Linked DNA regions of Mus musculus: region 2 is linked to region 1. The links are chromatin contacts, called in public promoter capture Hi-C maps. All regions are on one chromosome and are shown on one strand. The core of a region is the stretch at or near the end of the contact, and the rest is flanking DNA. Distances in the headings are between cores, read along the strand shown. Region 1 holds the start of Chac1 (ChaC, cation transport regulator 1). Region 2 holds the start of Pdia3 (protein disulfide isomerase associated 3).

What was found. Promoter capture Hi-C pulls out the DNA fragments that hold promoters and counts their contacts.
Region 2: a contact with region 1 is called in a promoter capture Hi-C map of liver, with 3 times the contacts expected there. The contact joins the promoter of Pdia3 here to the promoter of Chac1 in region 1. A contact is called at or near these places in 2 of 39 promoter capture datasets (both in liver).

What each region holds. Positions count from the first base shown.
Region 1 is chr2:119,346,603-119,354,273 of GRCm38.p6, forward strand. It overlaps Chac1 (ChaC, cation transport regulator 1), which reads left to right and starts at 4,640. Exons shown (of 3, transcript NM_026929.4): 1 at 4,640-5,034; 2 at 5,755-5,790; 3 at 6,587-7,671. The coding sequence starts at 4,801. The coding sequence ends at 6,988.
Region 2 is chr2:121,409,483-121,417,153 of GRCm38.p6, forward strand. Pdia3 (protein disulfide isomerase associated 3) reads left to right here and starts at 4,420. Exons shown (of 13, transcript NM_007952.2): 1 at 4,420-4,723. The coding sequence starts at 4,557. Catsper2 (cation channel, sperm associated 2) reads right to left here and starts at 4,310. Exons shown (of 13, transcript NM_153075.3): 1 at 3,934-4,310; 2 at 2,668-2,808; 3 at 895-1,068; 4 at 656-724. The coding sequence starts at 2,806.

The DNA of each region.
Region 1 (7,671 bases), core at 3,390-5,889:
GGCCAGCCTGGTCTACAAAGTGAGTTCCAGGACAGCCAGGGCTACACAGAGAAACCCTGTCTCGAAAAACCAAGAAAAGAAAAAAAAAAAAGATATCTAATCTCTTCTCATCTCTTCTGCACGAACTGAATCCAACCACCAACCAGCCACCCAGCCCCTTCCATAGGGACGCTAGCATTTATACATTCTCTGAAAAATCCCCAGAATTCCAAATGTCACACACTTGACAAAACTATCTAAAGCTGGCAAAACCATACCTCTGCTAGAGCAGGAGGCAAGTCACAGTCACCTGCTGTGAAGTAGCCCCATATCCCCACACCTGGGACTAACAAAAACATATTCCTGCACTATTTCTGTGTTTTTAAAAGAAACCGCTACTAAGATTCTCGCTAAAACATTTCTGCCATGTGAATCGAGCATACTTTACTTGAACAATTAACTATTTTTGGATAGTTTTGTATTTCTTCTTTTGGTGTTTACTACTTACTCATCAGGAAAGCACTAAGAATTTGTTTTTGTTTTTGTTTTTTGTTTGTTTTTGTTTTTCAAGACAGGGTTTCTCTGTGTAGCCCTGGTGGCTGTCCTGGAACTCACTCTGTAGACCAGGCTGACCTCAAACTCAGAAATTCACCTGCCTCTGCCTTCCAAGTGCTGGGATTAAAGGCATGTGCCACCACTGCCCAGCCAAGCACTAAGATTTGAAAGTAACTTTTTGTTATTATTTAAAATTTATGTTTCAGGATGGCAGTCCAGTGCTTGGGAGGCAGAGGCAGGCAGAGCTCTTCAAGTTTGAGGTCACTGGGGCCTATGTAGGGAGTTCTAGGCTAGCCAGAGCTACATAGTGAGACTCTGCCTCAAAAAATAAAAAATAAATTCCAATTGGAGGCGTAGCTCAGTTGCTAACATGCTAGCCCAGCATACACAAAACCCCGGCTCTCATCCCAGAATTGCACAAATCAGAGTTGCTGATACACAGCTGCAACTCAGCATTAAAGGTGTAGAAGAAGGAAGATGGGAAGTTTAAGATCATCGTCAGCTACATTCCAACAGACAAAAACAAACAAAAATGACATTTCAGGAGTGGTGAGCTGGATTAGTGGGTAAAAGGGCTTGCCACAAGCTTGATGACCTAAATTGGAGTCTCTGGGACTCCCAAAAGTTGCCCTGTGATCGTCACCCATGGCTGAGTGCATATACCTACCCACGTACACATGAAATAGGTTAAATATAGCAAAGATCAATCATCCCATTAAACATTTCTTAATTGCAACGCCCACTATTTGTTTGTTGCAAAGGGATTTCACACAGTAGAGTAGGTTCACTTGGAACTCACTATGTAGCCAAGACTAGCCTCCTACTTGTAGCAAGCCTCCTGCCTCAGCTTCCACAGTGCTGGGGTTCCCGGTCCTGAGCCATCACACCCTGTCTGTTGATTTTGGTTGTTTTACCATTGCTCACTTGACTGTCTGTATCCTGCATTTTTGGTTTACTGTGCAGTCATCGGCATTTTTACTAGAATATCTTCCTAATACATACTGATTTTAAATGAAGGAAAAATAGCCTTGTTGTTTTGAGACAGGATCTCACTATATAGCCCAGGCTGACCCTAAACCCACGATCCTCCTGCCTCAGCTTTCCCCTGTGCTGGGATTACAGATGTGGGCAATCACCCTTGGCAGAAGATCTAAGCTTCTTTTAAAAATATCTTATCTTTTCTTTTTAAAATCCCTACCAGAATATAAAACGACAAAGTCCAAATTTCCTGCCATTCTGTCCTCAGGCCATGTAAAGACTTGGAGGTGCTCACTCTGAGCATTTTAATGAGCTTTTCCAGATTCTTCCATGCACATAAGCGCACATACATACTCTGCTTCTTTTCTGAGAGCTGAGAATGAGGCCCAGGCTTCACGCATGCTAGGCAAATACTCAACCACTCAGTTCCATCTCAGACTTTTTTTTTTAAGTTGAAAAATTATATTAGGTTATTTTACAACCTGCTTTTCATGTAATTATACACCATAGCTAGTGTTTCAATGCCAGTAAGCACAGCTATATAGAACTGTGTCTAATAGCTTCACAGATTTAGTTAAGTGTAGTGACTTTGTTATCATATATGCCTGGAAACTTGTTTTCTCTGTGCTTCTTTGTGCAACTCTGTATCATGTGGACTGACACCTTACTCAGTGTTTAGGTATTTAAGTATTTCCTCCTTTGCTTTTGCTGCCATAAATAACAAACATTAAAATTTCAGGCGCATGGCTTCTGTTCATATTTTGAAGAATTCCCTGGAGTGGAAAGAGGGGGTCACAGGATTGTTTTCCCTACTGATTCATATCTTCAAAGGAGCATCAGTTTTCCATCTCCCACCTGAGGCATGAGGGAAGATTCTCAGGGGGTATTCTTTGTAAGACCCGGCCGAAAGGCAGTACTAAGAGGGACTCGCAGAGTGGAAAGGAAAGAAAGGGGAGAATAAACATGCACAGTGGTGGCAAGCAGGAAAATTACCAGATACCACCATTTTTCTCAACAATTTTCCATTCAGAAAAGTAGAATGTGCCGGGCGTGGTGTCACACGCCTTTAATCCCAGCACTTGGCAGGCAGAGGCAGGCAGATTTCTGAGTTCGAGGCCAGCCTGGTCTACACAGTGAGTTCCAGGACAGCCAGGGCTACACAGAAAAACCCTGTCTCGAAAAACAAAACAAAACAAAACAAAACAAAACAAAACAAAACAAAACAAAACAAAACAAAACAAAAAAGTAGTGCATGAGCCTCACAGGGAGCCCAGGCCTGGGGTAGGCACACACATCAGGCATAAGGCACACCGGTGTGCGGACTCGAGTTCTAGTCCCGCCAACGAAACAAACACAAGTTCCTCCAACTTTTAAGAGTATTTCTTTCCACTCCGTTCATCCATACATTTATTCATTTAGAGACATGGTTTTGCTTTGTAGCCCATGCTGGCCCGATTCTCTAGGTCTCTATCCTCGGCCTCCTGAATGCTAGGCTTGAGAGTTTCTCTGTGAATCTCAGGCATGTATGTATAGTAATTCCAGGTCAGTCCAGCTAGAGGATAGTGGAAGAGAGAGAGAGAGAGAGAGAGAGAGAGAGAGAGAGAGAGAGAGGCAATTGTGTAGACACTTTTGGGATGGATCTCTTTTGGGATGGATCTACCCTGTGCATACAATTTTGAGTTAAATAAGGAGACTCACTGAGTTTCCACTTCCAGGGAGCTCACTCTTGTTTGTTCACCCTAGTGAAAGGCCTTCTGCTCTTTGTTTCCCTTTCCCAATGAGAGATGCCCAGAGAGGCTGCCTCTTGCTGCTGCCTAGGAAGCAAAACTCGACCTCTCCTCCATCCTGCAGTTTGGGGTGGCACTGGCTCCACCAGAGAGGGTGAGCTCTTGGGGAGACAGATCCTGAGACCTGCCAATGGTGACTGTTTTTTTTTTTTTTTCCCCTCTATTTTTTGAGACAGGGTTTCTCTGTGCAGCCCTGGCTGTCCTGGAACTCACTCTATAGACCAGGCTGGCCTGGAATTCAGAAATCCACCTACCTGCCTCTGCCTCCCAAGTGCTGGGATTAAAGGAGTGTGACACCACTACCTAGCCCAATGGTGACTCTTGCAGGGTTCAGGCAGAGAGGAACTTCCAAGGAGATGGCTGGTGCCTGGTTGCCCACGTCAGTGCCAGGGCCCATACCCACTGCCTGGCAAGAAGCTATGGGAAAAGGCTGCAGGTGCCCTTAGTCCTCTGTGCTGTCCTTAACCAACGTTTCTCCAAACTTTGGTACCTATGTAAATTGCCCACTGCTGCAAGATCTCAAGCTAGAGAGAATGAAACCCGTACCCATGGGGTGAAAGTGGCCTGGCATTCTTCTCTTTGTAGCTTTGTACCACAGGTACTAACAGTCATCCTCAATGTGACTACTCTGCCCAAGGCTGTCTAGTTTTGACTTTTCTTCTAACCCGCCTGAACTCAGGGGTCTCACATTTGGCCCGGGTGTAGCCGTCACGTGAGGCCTGCATGCTTGTGCCAACCAGTCTGACTCAACTACAGCCTTTGCAAAACCCCTTACCACCCCGTGACTCAGTTTCTCCAGCTGTTCACGTGGGCAACAGTATGAGGCACCAGAGTGGAATGCGGAGGGTGTCCAAAACAGCTTCTCTGCAGTGCGTGCTTTTAGGCGGGGCCCCAAAGGCAAGAATTCGTGCCGCCCAAAGTATTCCTACTGGTCGTGCCCTGCACTGGCCACTGCTTTGGGCGGCAATGATTCTGCCAGGTGCACCGGCTGGACTGCAGGGATGACACCGTTTAGACCACTGAGAGGGCCTTCCCGGGAGACGGCGGGTGCCCGCGCCCATTCTAAGGCCCGTTCCCGGTGCCAGCAGCCTGACGCAATCTGACTCGCCCTTGCTGCATGCCAGTTCTGGGGAAACCTTCCCTGCCGTTGCATCACTCCTGCCAGGTCTGCCACGGGAGGAGGAGCCGAACCAATCAGCACGCGCGTTGGCCCTGGGGCGGGCTGCTCTGGTACCCACTCGGAGGGCGGCGCGGTTAACCGAGAAGCAAAATCTAAAGGTGATTGGCCAGAAAGAGATTTGCCCCGCCCCAATCATAGGGACAGCTGGAGGCAGTCTGAGGGCCTTCCTGGCCGGAGGGTTTAAAGAGCGCCTCTGGAGGGACCACTCAGCTGGAACGACCGATCGGTGCCAGGCCAGGTGTACGCGTCCGTCGGTCCTTCCGTGCCCGTGCCGGAGACCAGTCTCGGAGGCCACCCGGGTCCGTCCCTGCGCCCGGCACCATGAAGCAGGAGTCCGCATCCCAGAGCACTCCGCCTCCTTCACTGTCCCCTGCACCATCATCCGCGCAGCCTTCCTGGGGGGATGGCGACCCCCAAGCCCTGTGGATTTTCGGGTACGGCTCCCTAGTGTGGAAGCCGGACTTTGCCTATAGTGACAGCCGTGTGGGCTTCGTTCGTGGCTATAGCCGACGGTTCTGGCAGGGAGACACCTTCCATAGGGGCAGCGACAAGATGGTGAGCATCCTTCTGTGCCCAGAGGAGTGGAGTGGGGTTGGCAGGAGAGTGGGCACTCGTATCCTGGAGTGGCAGGGACCCTGGGCTAACTAAGAGAAAATTGTAAACCTGGTTTGTGGTTTAAATTTGTGTGCCTGGAAATCAGGTTGGTGATTGCACCTGTGGATTCTTGTGCTGGTTACTAATCTGGGCCGCTCGTTGTTTGTCTCTTCCACATCTGCCCATCACTCCATGTCACTCGATGAAAGGTCCTCTCCCAGGCTTGGGGCTTAGGCTGGCACTCTTTCCTCCTCTTCCTTCTCTTCCTCTTCTTCCTTTCCCTCTTCCTCCTCTTCCTCTTCTCTTCCTCTCCCTCTTCCTCCTTGTTCTTCTCTTCCTCTTCCTCCTCCTCCTCCTTTTCCTCCTCCTCTTCTCCCCCCTCTTTTTCCCCCTCCTCCATCTTACCTATTTCTTGCTATGTGGCCTCAAACTTGTGACAAATCTCTCTCTCTGGTGCTGAAGTGCTGGAACTACAGGTTCAAGTCACAACAGGACTAAAGGTGTGTGTGTGTGTGTGTGTGTGTGTGTGTGTGTGTGTGTGTGTGTGTGTGTTGCTGGAGATTGAATCTAAGGTCTTGTGCATGACAGGCAAGCCCCCCATGTCAATAAGGTTCATTCATAGTCCTTTCGGAAGTGCTAATATCTAATTTGTCTTTTTCAAAACCTTTCTTCCCTGTCTAGCCTGGCCGAGTGGTGACCCTCCTTGAAGACCGTGAGGTAAGTGTGCAGTCAAGAAGAGAATCCTGGGGTCTGATGTATCAGGGTGCAGAGGGTCAGAGCTCTTGTGTGGGGAGAGTGGAAGTGTAGCTAGCTTACTCCATGCTTCTTGGAGAATCACTTGAGGGAGGGTCTTATTAAGATGGATTTCTGTGAGTTCAGAGTTATTCTTGGTTACATAATGAATCCTGGGTCAGACACCCTGTACTATATGAGACGTCTCAAAATAAACAAAACTCAAGGGAAATAGGGTGAAGGGTATTGCTTCTGGGTGGCTCAGCAGCCAGTCAAACACGTTAGTTTTTTTTTAAAGCTTCATGGAGAAATGGCTCAGGAGTCAGAAGCACCTTCTGCTTCTCCAAAGGGCCTGGATTTGATACCCAGCACCCACACAGTAACTCACAATCTGTAGCTCCAGTTCCAGGGAATCAGACTCTTCTGACTGACCACCAAGATCACAGGTCGCCAGGCACACACGTCCATACACATAAAACTTCAAAATTACATCTATTTGTACATGCACGCATGTGCACACGCTGTAGGTCAGATGTGGAAGCAAGACGACAAGATGGAAGTCGATTCTTTCCTCCGACCATTCATGTCCCAGGGATTGGACTTAGGTTATCTGATCATCAGGCATGGTAGCAACTACCTCTATCCCTTGAGACGTCTCCCCACCCCCTCCACCTCTTTTATAGAACATAGGTGTGGAATGTGTCTAGGGGAACATTCTAGAATGAACACAGGACCAGCATCAAGCTCTGTGACTGACTGGAGTGTCTCTGTTTTTCCCTAGGGCTGCACTTGGGGTGTGGCATACCAAGTTCGAGGGGAGCAGGTGAACGAGGCCCTGAAGTACCTGAATGTGAGGGAAGCCGTGCTTGGTGGCTATGACACTAAGGAAGTCACCTTTTATCCTCAAGACACCCCTGACCAACCCCTCACAGCACTGGCCTATGTGGCCACCCCACAGAACCCTGGCTACCTGGGCCCTGCTCCTGAAGAGGTCATTGCCACACAGATCCTTGCTTGCCGAGGCTTCTCTGGTCACAACCTTGAGTACTTATTGCGTTTGGCAGACTTCATGCAGCTCTGTGGGCCTCAGGCACAAGATGAGCACCTGGAAGCCATTGTGGACGCCGTAGGAACCCTGCTACCCTGCTCTTACCTACCTGAGCAGCCTCTGGCACTGACCTGAGGAGCCAAGCTCCTGCAAGAAGTGTCTGAGTGGTACTGGTGGACATCAGTATGCAGTACTTGAGATAGACTTGATGGAGCAAGAGAGAGTTGAGAAGGCATGCTGGGTGGCCAGGGGCTTTGTGTCTTATGCCCCGCCTGTCTGCTAGCCTTCAGCTCTTCCTTCATTGACCCTTACTCACTACTTGAACCTTTATTTATTGCACCATGTTGGTGTGGTGGGCAGGGCAGGTGGGGGACCTGCCCTGGATGTGGGCCCTGCAGTGCGGTGGCTCTGCCCTAGTCCTCTGGTATGTAACCAGAATCCCCCCATTGCTGCTGCCAATTCCACACCACCCAGGCCTCCGTAGCCCCAGGGACCCTCCAAGATCGTTGCTCCTCTGTCCACCCAGACTACCCCAGCCGTGGTAGTATCACCTGCCCATGTTCCGGGCCTTCTGGATGAGGGACAGCAGAGAAGGAGGCGAAGTAGCTCTTCAAGGGCCAAGGGTCAGCATCCCTCTTCATTGACGGGCCCGGGGCAGAGCCGGATCCTATGCACAGACACAGTTCCTGGGACTGGGCCTCTCCCCCATCCCTCTTTTTTCATTTCCTTATCCTTTTGTCTGTCTGCTTGTTTGTCTGGATCACTTCCTATAGACCCATTGGTCTGTTCCTGGAAAACACTACAGTCCTTGTCCATTC
Region 2 (7,671 bases), core at 3,170-5,669, 2.1 Mb after region 1:
CAAAGCCCTAGGTCCGGTCTTCAGCACCCCTTATACCTAACATGGTGACACATGCCTGTAATCTTGGCATTAGAAAATGAAAGCAGGGGGATCAAAAATGTAAAGTCAGCCTGGACTACATGGTGCATCTGAGACCTGGCTGGGCTTTATGAAACATACACACTCCTCATTCTCTCTTTTGGCTCTCCTATTGATCTCTCTCTCTACACACACATACACAGGAAACTGGGGGATTTCTATTTTTTTTTTTTGAGAGTTTTACTGCAGAGTGCAGGCTGGCCTTAACTCACAACCCTGCCTCAGCTTCCAGAGCACTGGATTAAAGGCATCATCACCAGTCCTGACCTGAGGCATCTGCCTGAACTAACAACCAGATGAGATGTCCTTCTGTTCTCAATCATTTTATATCATTTATAAATGGTTTTAGAGTTGCACACCAGTAACCTCAGATGGGCAGTAGAAGCAAGCGGTAAGATTCAAGGTATGGCGTTTAGGGCTAGTGTAGGCTGCATGAGACTCTGTCTCAAAAAAAAAAAAAAAAAAAAAAAAAAGAATCTGTCCCCATCACAATGAGATGTCTGAAACTACAAAGTGATCAGGCCAGGAGAGAACTGTCGTCCACACACTGCCTTTGTCGGCCAGCCTCACTTCTTACCTATTTCAACCATCAGCACAAAGGTGTTCAGAAAGATGAGGGAGATGATGAATTTCGAGAAGACAGAACCTGTTTTTTTTTTCTTTTAAGGAAGCATGCTGATGAAGTGCGTTCTCATTTATACAGCTTAAATAATAAAGACTACAATGTCAGATATGAGGATTTGAAGGAAACAGTTTGAGAGAGGAAAAGTAACCAACAGGAGAGGAACAGCCATAGATAAGAGCACAAAAGGATACTATCAAGGACCCATCCAGCCCACAAGGAAAGAGGGGGCATTCGACTGCACCGCACGCGAAGCCTGCTCAGCAACCGCCGCGAGTGTGTGATGTGCCCCATTCGCCGAGGCTTTATGGAGAAGCGCACTAGCTGCTCCTGATCTCCTGACATGAGTTTCTGCTGGTAAGAAGGATCTGTAACAAAAATGAGAAGGTAACTGGAGAGGCCTGCTATTCAGCTTGAGTGCACCTGAGCTGGCAACACCTAAGCCTGCCTTCACATCTCCCCAGCCTCCTCCCAAAACACAAAGGACAGTAGATAAATATACAGGCCGGCTGGAGGACTGTGGCGAGCAGGTAGCGTTGGGTTAGGGATGCCAGTGAAATAATGGACCCTCCTCTGCCTTGTAAGGTGCTCTTTCCCAAAGCAACTGAGAATTAGTTGAAAGTGAAAATGTGTAGTTTCTCACTAACACTGACTGTGCCCATGAAAGCAACAGGGACAAAGTGTTATTTTGTTTTAGTCCCAGCTGCTTTAGAACCTGGTGTGTAGAGCAGGCTCTCTCCAACTCAGAGATCCACCGGCTGCCGCCTTCTGAGTACGCACATTAAATGCCTGTGCTACCACTACCAGCAGCCCAGAAACCTTAAAGTTTTAAGTACTTTTGGTGTGAACTTTTCCAAGTCAGTCAGGGTACCCAACTAGGACTCAGAGGAAGTGATTAGAGGTCCTATACATAGATTCTAAGAGTTTTATTCATAAAGCTCTGAGTTTATCACATGTCATGTTGCTTCTTATCCCTAGATTTCCTTTTTTTAAAAAAGATTTTATTTATTATACATAAGTATACTGTAGCTGTCTTCAGATCTCACTATGGGTGGTTGTGAACCACCATGTGGTTGCTGGGATTTGAACTCAGGTCCTCCGGAAGAGCAGTCAGTGCTCTTAACCACTGAGCCATCTCACCAGCCCCCCTAAATTTTCTTTTATTTGTACTTAAAAAAAAAAAATACCGCTGAGCGTGGTGGCACATGCCTTTAATCCCAGCACTCAGGAGGCAGAGGCAGAGGCAGGAGGATTTCTGAGTTTGAGGCCAGCCTGGTCTACAAAGTGAGTTCCAGGACAGCCAGGGCTACACAGAGAAACCCTGACTCGAAAAAACAAAAACAACATAAAAAAATAGCATTTATTCGTGTGGGGGGGTGGTCAGAGCATAATTGTAGGGGTAGGTTGTATTCTTGTACCATATGGGTTCTGAAGATAGAGCTTAGTTTACAGAGCAAGTGCCTATGTTCACTAAGCTATGTTTTCTCTGGCCTTACTCATATTGTTCTCAACCAAGGATGGCCTTGAATTCCTGGTGTCTCCTCCTCCAGAGTGCTGGGATTCACCCATACCTGGTTTCTTTCTTTCCTTTTTAATTTTTTTCTTTTTCTTTTTTTCTAATAGTTGTGTATGTGTGTGTTGTGTGTACATGTGTAGGCCAGAGGACAACTTTTGGGAATCAGTTCTCTCCTTCCAGGTAGGTTCTGAGAATCAGACTCAGGCTATCATTATTAGCTGCAGGCACCTTTACTCTTGCCGGCTCTAATTTTGTTTGCTTGTTTGTTTCATTTTGTTTTCTGAACCAGGACCTGGCTATGTAACCCAAGCTGGTCTTTATTATTTAAAGCCCAAGTGACCCCGGATTCAGTCATGGACCGTTATTCCTGGCTCCACCCTTAAGTATGTCTCACTTTCTCTTGAGGATATGGACAGGAATATCACGTTTAGTGTGAATGAGGGTTACTAACCAAGTATCTCCCGGAGAGTGTGCCTTGGTACGGCTTGGCTCAAGCCCTGCAAATGCTCTATGAGCGAGAAAGTGTCAATGAGCTTTGAACGGATAGCATCAGCTCTGAGCAGCTGGAAATGTCCTTGTTCTTGTGCCATGTCTGTTAAGAAAGTAGAACCAAGGATGTCATGCTTAAGAATTATACTACAATTAGCAGGCTCTCTCCTCCCCCAGCTTCTTTGCCTTTTAGAGATTCAAGAAGCCCACACAAAAAAAGCTATGAGCAGTTAAGAATAAACACATTGAAAGACTCAAAGGTATTTTGTTGTTGTTCGGTACGGATTTTGTTTTTCATCTAAGCAAAAGACATAAAAGTCATAAGAAGCTAGGCAGTGGTGGTGCACGCCTTTAATCCCAGCACTTGGGAGGCAGAGGCAGGCGGATTTCTGAGTTAGAGGCCAGGCTGGTCTATAAAGTGAGTTCCAGGACAGCCAGGGCTGCACAGAGAAACCCTGTCTCGAAAAGCCAAAAACAACAACAACAACAAAAAAAAAACAAAAACAAAAGTCATAAGAAATATCTTCACAGCTAACTAAATATTCGGGTTATTTTCACTTTCTGACAGCATTTGTAATTAAACACTTCTTTTTGAAAATTAGGCTTAAATGTTAGGCAGGTGGCCCATGGCTTGGATCCCAGCGCTCTGGAGATAGAGGCAGGCAAATCTCAGAGCTCAAAGACAGCCTAGTGAAGGACAGCCAGGGCTACACAGAGAAACTATCTTGAAAAACAAACAAAAATCAGTTTAAAAGGCAGGCAGTGTAGACAGATATTCCAGTCTCAAGAGGATGGTGGATCTCTGTTGAGTTCCACATTTGCCTGGTCTATATAGTGAGTTCCAGGGCAGCCAATCCTCCTTGCCTCAAAAAAAAAAAAAAAAAAAAAAAAAGGTGAAAGCTGAGCCTGTGCCTATTAGTACGTAGTGCACACTATCAGTCTCAGCCACTCGAGAGGCTGAGGCCAGAGGATGGAAAGTTCTAGACCTTCGCGGATTACAGTATGAAGTCAAGGCCAGCCTGGACACCTTGGTGTGAACATGACTCAAAAAGTCAAAAGAGGACTAGGGATGTAATCCAGTGTTGGATCACTTGCCCAGCAATGTGCAAGGTTCTGGGCTCAATCCTCAGCTACCCACCCTCTCAAACAAACCAACAAACAACAATGGGGGGGGGGGGAGCAGCAGGCAGGGAGGGCAGAGGCCTAAGGCTGGACAAAGAATACAGACCTCACGTGGACCTGACAAAGCAGGATACGAGGTAGGGCAGCGGCAGGATGTAGACTTACTACGCCCTATAATTGGACAAAGCAACAGCCTGACATTTGGAAAACGTGTCGCGGTGCGCTCAAGTGCGTGCGCGCCCCAATGCCCCGGAGGGAGGGAGCCGGACAGACAGCTCAAGCTCCCCTCCAGCCCTTTCGCGGGCCTCACTTCCGCCCACTCAGCCCTGACTTCACCCCTCCGCCTTCCGCGCCGGCGCCCAGAGCTTCACTCCTCCCCAGCGGGTGGCGCTCAGGGCCGCTCCGGCTTCGCTGAGCCCCCTACTTCCCACCGACCCCCCGTCCAGGCCTCCGCCACAGCCAGACCGGCGGGCGTTCGCCTAAGCGTCCGCCCCGCCTCGCCCCGCGCGCCCGCCAATCGGCAGTTACCAGCTGTTCCGCCCGCCCGACGCTGCGTGACGCAGCCAATCGGCGGCTGCCACACTGCGGGCCCCGAGCAGGCCTAGGGGGTTGGGACCTCGGCAGCGGGTCTGCCCGGGCCAGACGCGCGAGCGCAGGCAAGCGGCTGCAGATTGCGGGCTCTCCCATCTCATTTCTCCGGTCCCGGCCCTCCGACCGCGACCCGCCGCCATGCGCTTCAGCTGCCTAGCTCTGCTCCCGGGCGTGGCGCTGCTGCTCGCCTCGGCCCGTCTCGCCGCCGCCTCCGATGTGTTGGAACTGACGGACGAAAACTTCGAGAGTCGCGTCTCCGACACGGGCTCGGCGGGGCTCATGCTAGTCGAGTTCTTCGCCCCCTGGTGAGGCCACTTTGCGGGATCAGGGCCGGAGGACCGGCTGGGCGCGGGAGCGGTTGGGCCTACGCAGCGCGGGCGCCCTCCACTATCTAGCAGGCCTGGCTGCGGCTGCCTCATTGCCAGTCGGTGGGGAACCGGGAGGCGCTCCGCCCGGGGTGGGGGGTGGGGTGAGGACGAGGTAGGGTGGGGACGGGGGCAGATCCGGAAAGCAGAAAGCCTAAACTCCAGGGTAGGGCCACGTCCTTACCTCCGCGTTCTTGCAGCACTTCCTATGTGGAGGGTTCTCCCATCCCCTCCCCCTCCGGTCTATCTTTCAGTATCTAGGTGAGTCAGTGTATGTGTCCCCAGGTCTGCAGACAAGGCTGGCATCCCAAAGCCTTCAGAGAGGAGGCAGAGGTCCTCTTTTAAGTGGTGAGGTTCTGGGGTTTTTTTTTTTTCTCTTTTTGTCTCCACCCCATTAGAGCCATTGGTTTCTAACCAAGGTCACTCTGTAGCTGCAGAAAGATCCTAAGTGCTTTCTTGAGACAGGCCATTAGTTGGTTCATGGCATGGCTTACACTATTTTACATTAAGCTGCAGAGGCCTCTTATTAAAAGAGTAAACCAACAAGAATTATTTCACTAGGACCTATCATAATTTCAGTATTAAATAATTCTAGAAAATGATAACATTCTGGATAAGAAAGTTACCACTGCTTAACCTAAGAAAAGGGTAAGTTCTATCGAGTGGGTGTGACCCCAAATAAAAACTTTGCTTGGGAAGGGAGAGCAAATAGGATTTCTAGTTTTGTCACTTAGAGTAGTGGATAGGATAATTTACCAATTATTTATTACAAGGGCATACAGTTTAGAGGATGTCAATATTTTTTCCCTCCTAGCACAATGACCCTTAATTCAAACCTGTTCAAAAGTATCAGTAAGACAGAGTGTGATAGTTACACTGTAACTTACCTTTGCTTCTGACCCAGTGGGATTGTTAACATCTCTAGCTTCTCTGACTTAGATGGTCACACTCAAAAGTCCTGTAGTGAAGACTGCCTAAAGAGGCAGGAAGCAAATTGTGTTTCAGTTCAGGCTTCTGTGGTTGACAGTCACATTGATTACACATTATAGATAGCATCTATATGTCTCTAGAATTCGTGTTCTCTCCGAATTTATCATAGTTACATAATGGTGCTGTTAACTGAGGGGGTGTCGCTTGGGTCTGGCTTCTTTGTCTGAAGGAGGTCATACAATTGAAGAATTGTGGGCTCTTACACAATTAGAGTTTTTAGTCAAGGCTTTGGAATATGGTTCAGTGCTTGCCTAGCATGTCCAATCCCCATTGAAACACACACACATGAGAACATATATATTCTTAAGAAACAAGTCTCTGTACACTCTAGGCTGACCTCTTCTTACTCTAGCCTCTTTTTTTTTTCTTTTTCTTTTGAGATAGGGTCTCCTATTGCCTAGTTAGCCTTCATTTCATGATCCTTTTATTCTGAATGCCCCAGGCACCTGACTTCAGACTTGTCTTTCTACTAAAAATTGTTGTGCCTGCTTTCCACAAGACTACATATCCCATCGTACATTGAGCGATTTAAGAGTTGCGTGGATTTCTGCTGTGGTGTCTGCTTTTAGTTGGCTGAGAAGATAAAGTCATCTTCCACATTGCCAGTAGGAAAGATTGGTTTTCTGAGGAGGCAGTTTAAAGTGAAGGAAGTCTCCTGTTAGTAATTTCATTATTTCTACATACTCATCTATTTTAACAGTTGTAAAAATTTTTTTAAATTTGTTAGTTTGCTTGTTTTTCTGAGACAAAGTCTTAAGTAGCTCAGGTTGGGCTCGAATTCCTTACCCTTGAGTCTCCCCAAATGCTGAGCGTATAGCCACCACACCAAGCTCTGGAGATTGATTAATTGATTGACTGATTTACTCTTTTCCCTTGCATATAACAGCAGTACCATCCCCTGTTAGCAAATAGAAATTTTTTTTTAAGGATGTGCAACCACTACCCAGTTTTTTTTTTAAGGTTTATTTATATCTAAGTACACTGTAGCTGTCTTCAGACACACCAGAAGAGAGTGCCAGATCTCATTACGGATGGTTGTGAGCCACCATGTGGTTGCTGGATTTGAACTCAGGACCTTCAGTAGAGCAGTCAGTGCTCTTAACCACTGAGCCATCTCTCCAGCGCGCAAATAGAAATTTTTGAGATAGGGTTTTATTGTATAGCTCTGGCTGACCTGGACCTGATCCACCCGCCTCTGCGTACTGAGATTAGAGGTGTGTACCACCACATCAATCGAGAAATGTAATAGTAAAATGGGGACTGGAAAGCTGGCTCAGCAGTTAAGAGCACTGGCTTTTGCAAAGGAAACTGAAGAGTGTGGCCTTTTGGCCTTCCTGGGCACTCGCATTCATGTGCACACACCCATAACTTGAAATAAGTGCTCTAAGTGGTAGGGGTCAAAATGGAGTCTGGAACTTAGTACAGTAGACAAAGAGCTTGGGTACCTCAACCTGGGCTCTAGGTTCCATCTTCATGTAGATCTACCTCTTTAACTTTGTAAGTGAAAGTGAAAGATTTCTTTGCAGGCCACTGTTAAGGTTATGAGGTTTTGTTTTATTTGAAACAAGATTTTATGTACTGGAGGCTGGCCATGGGCTGTCATCCTGTCTTCACCACCTAAATACTTGGATTACAGGTGTGAATTACACTGTTTGCTAACCTGTGTATTTGTAGAGATATGAGTATCTTAATTTCTCTGTGAGAAATAGCGGTGTTTAAATGTTTTAAGTCTTAAACATCTACTTGTGTTGTAGATTTTTATGATACTCTTTTCCCCTGTAGTACTAAGGATCAAGCATATGACTTTAACTTGTGCTTGGCGCTGAGTACTATGCTACCCTCTACAACAGTAACAATAAATAACACTTGTTATGCAGTTCATGGTGCTAGTGATTCTT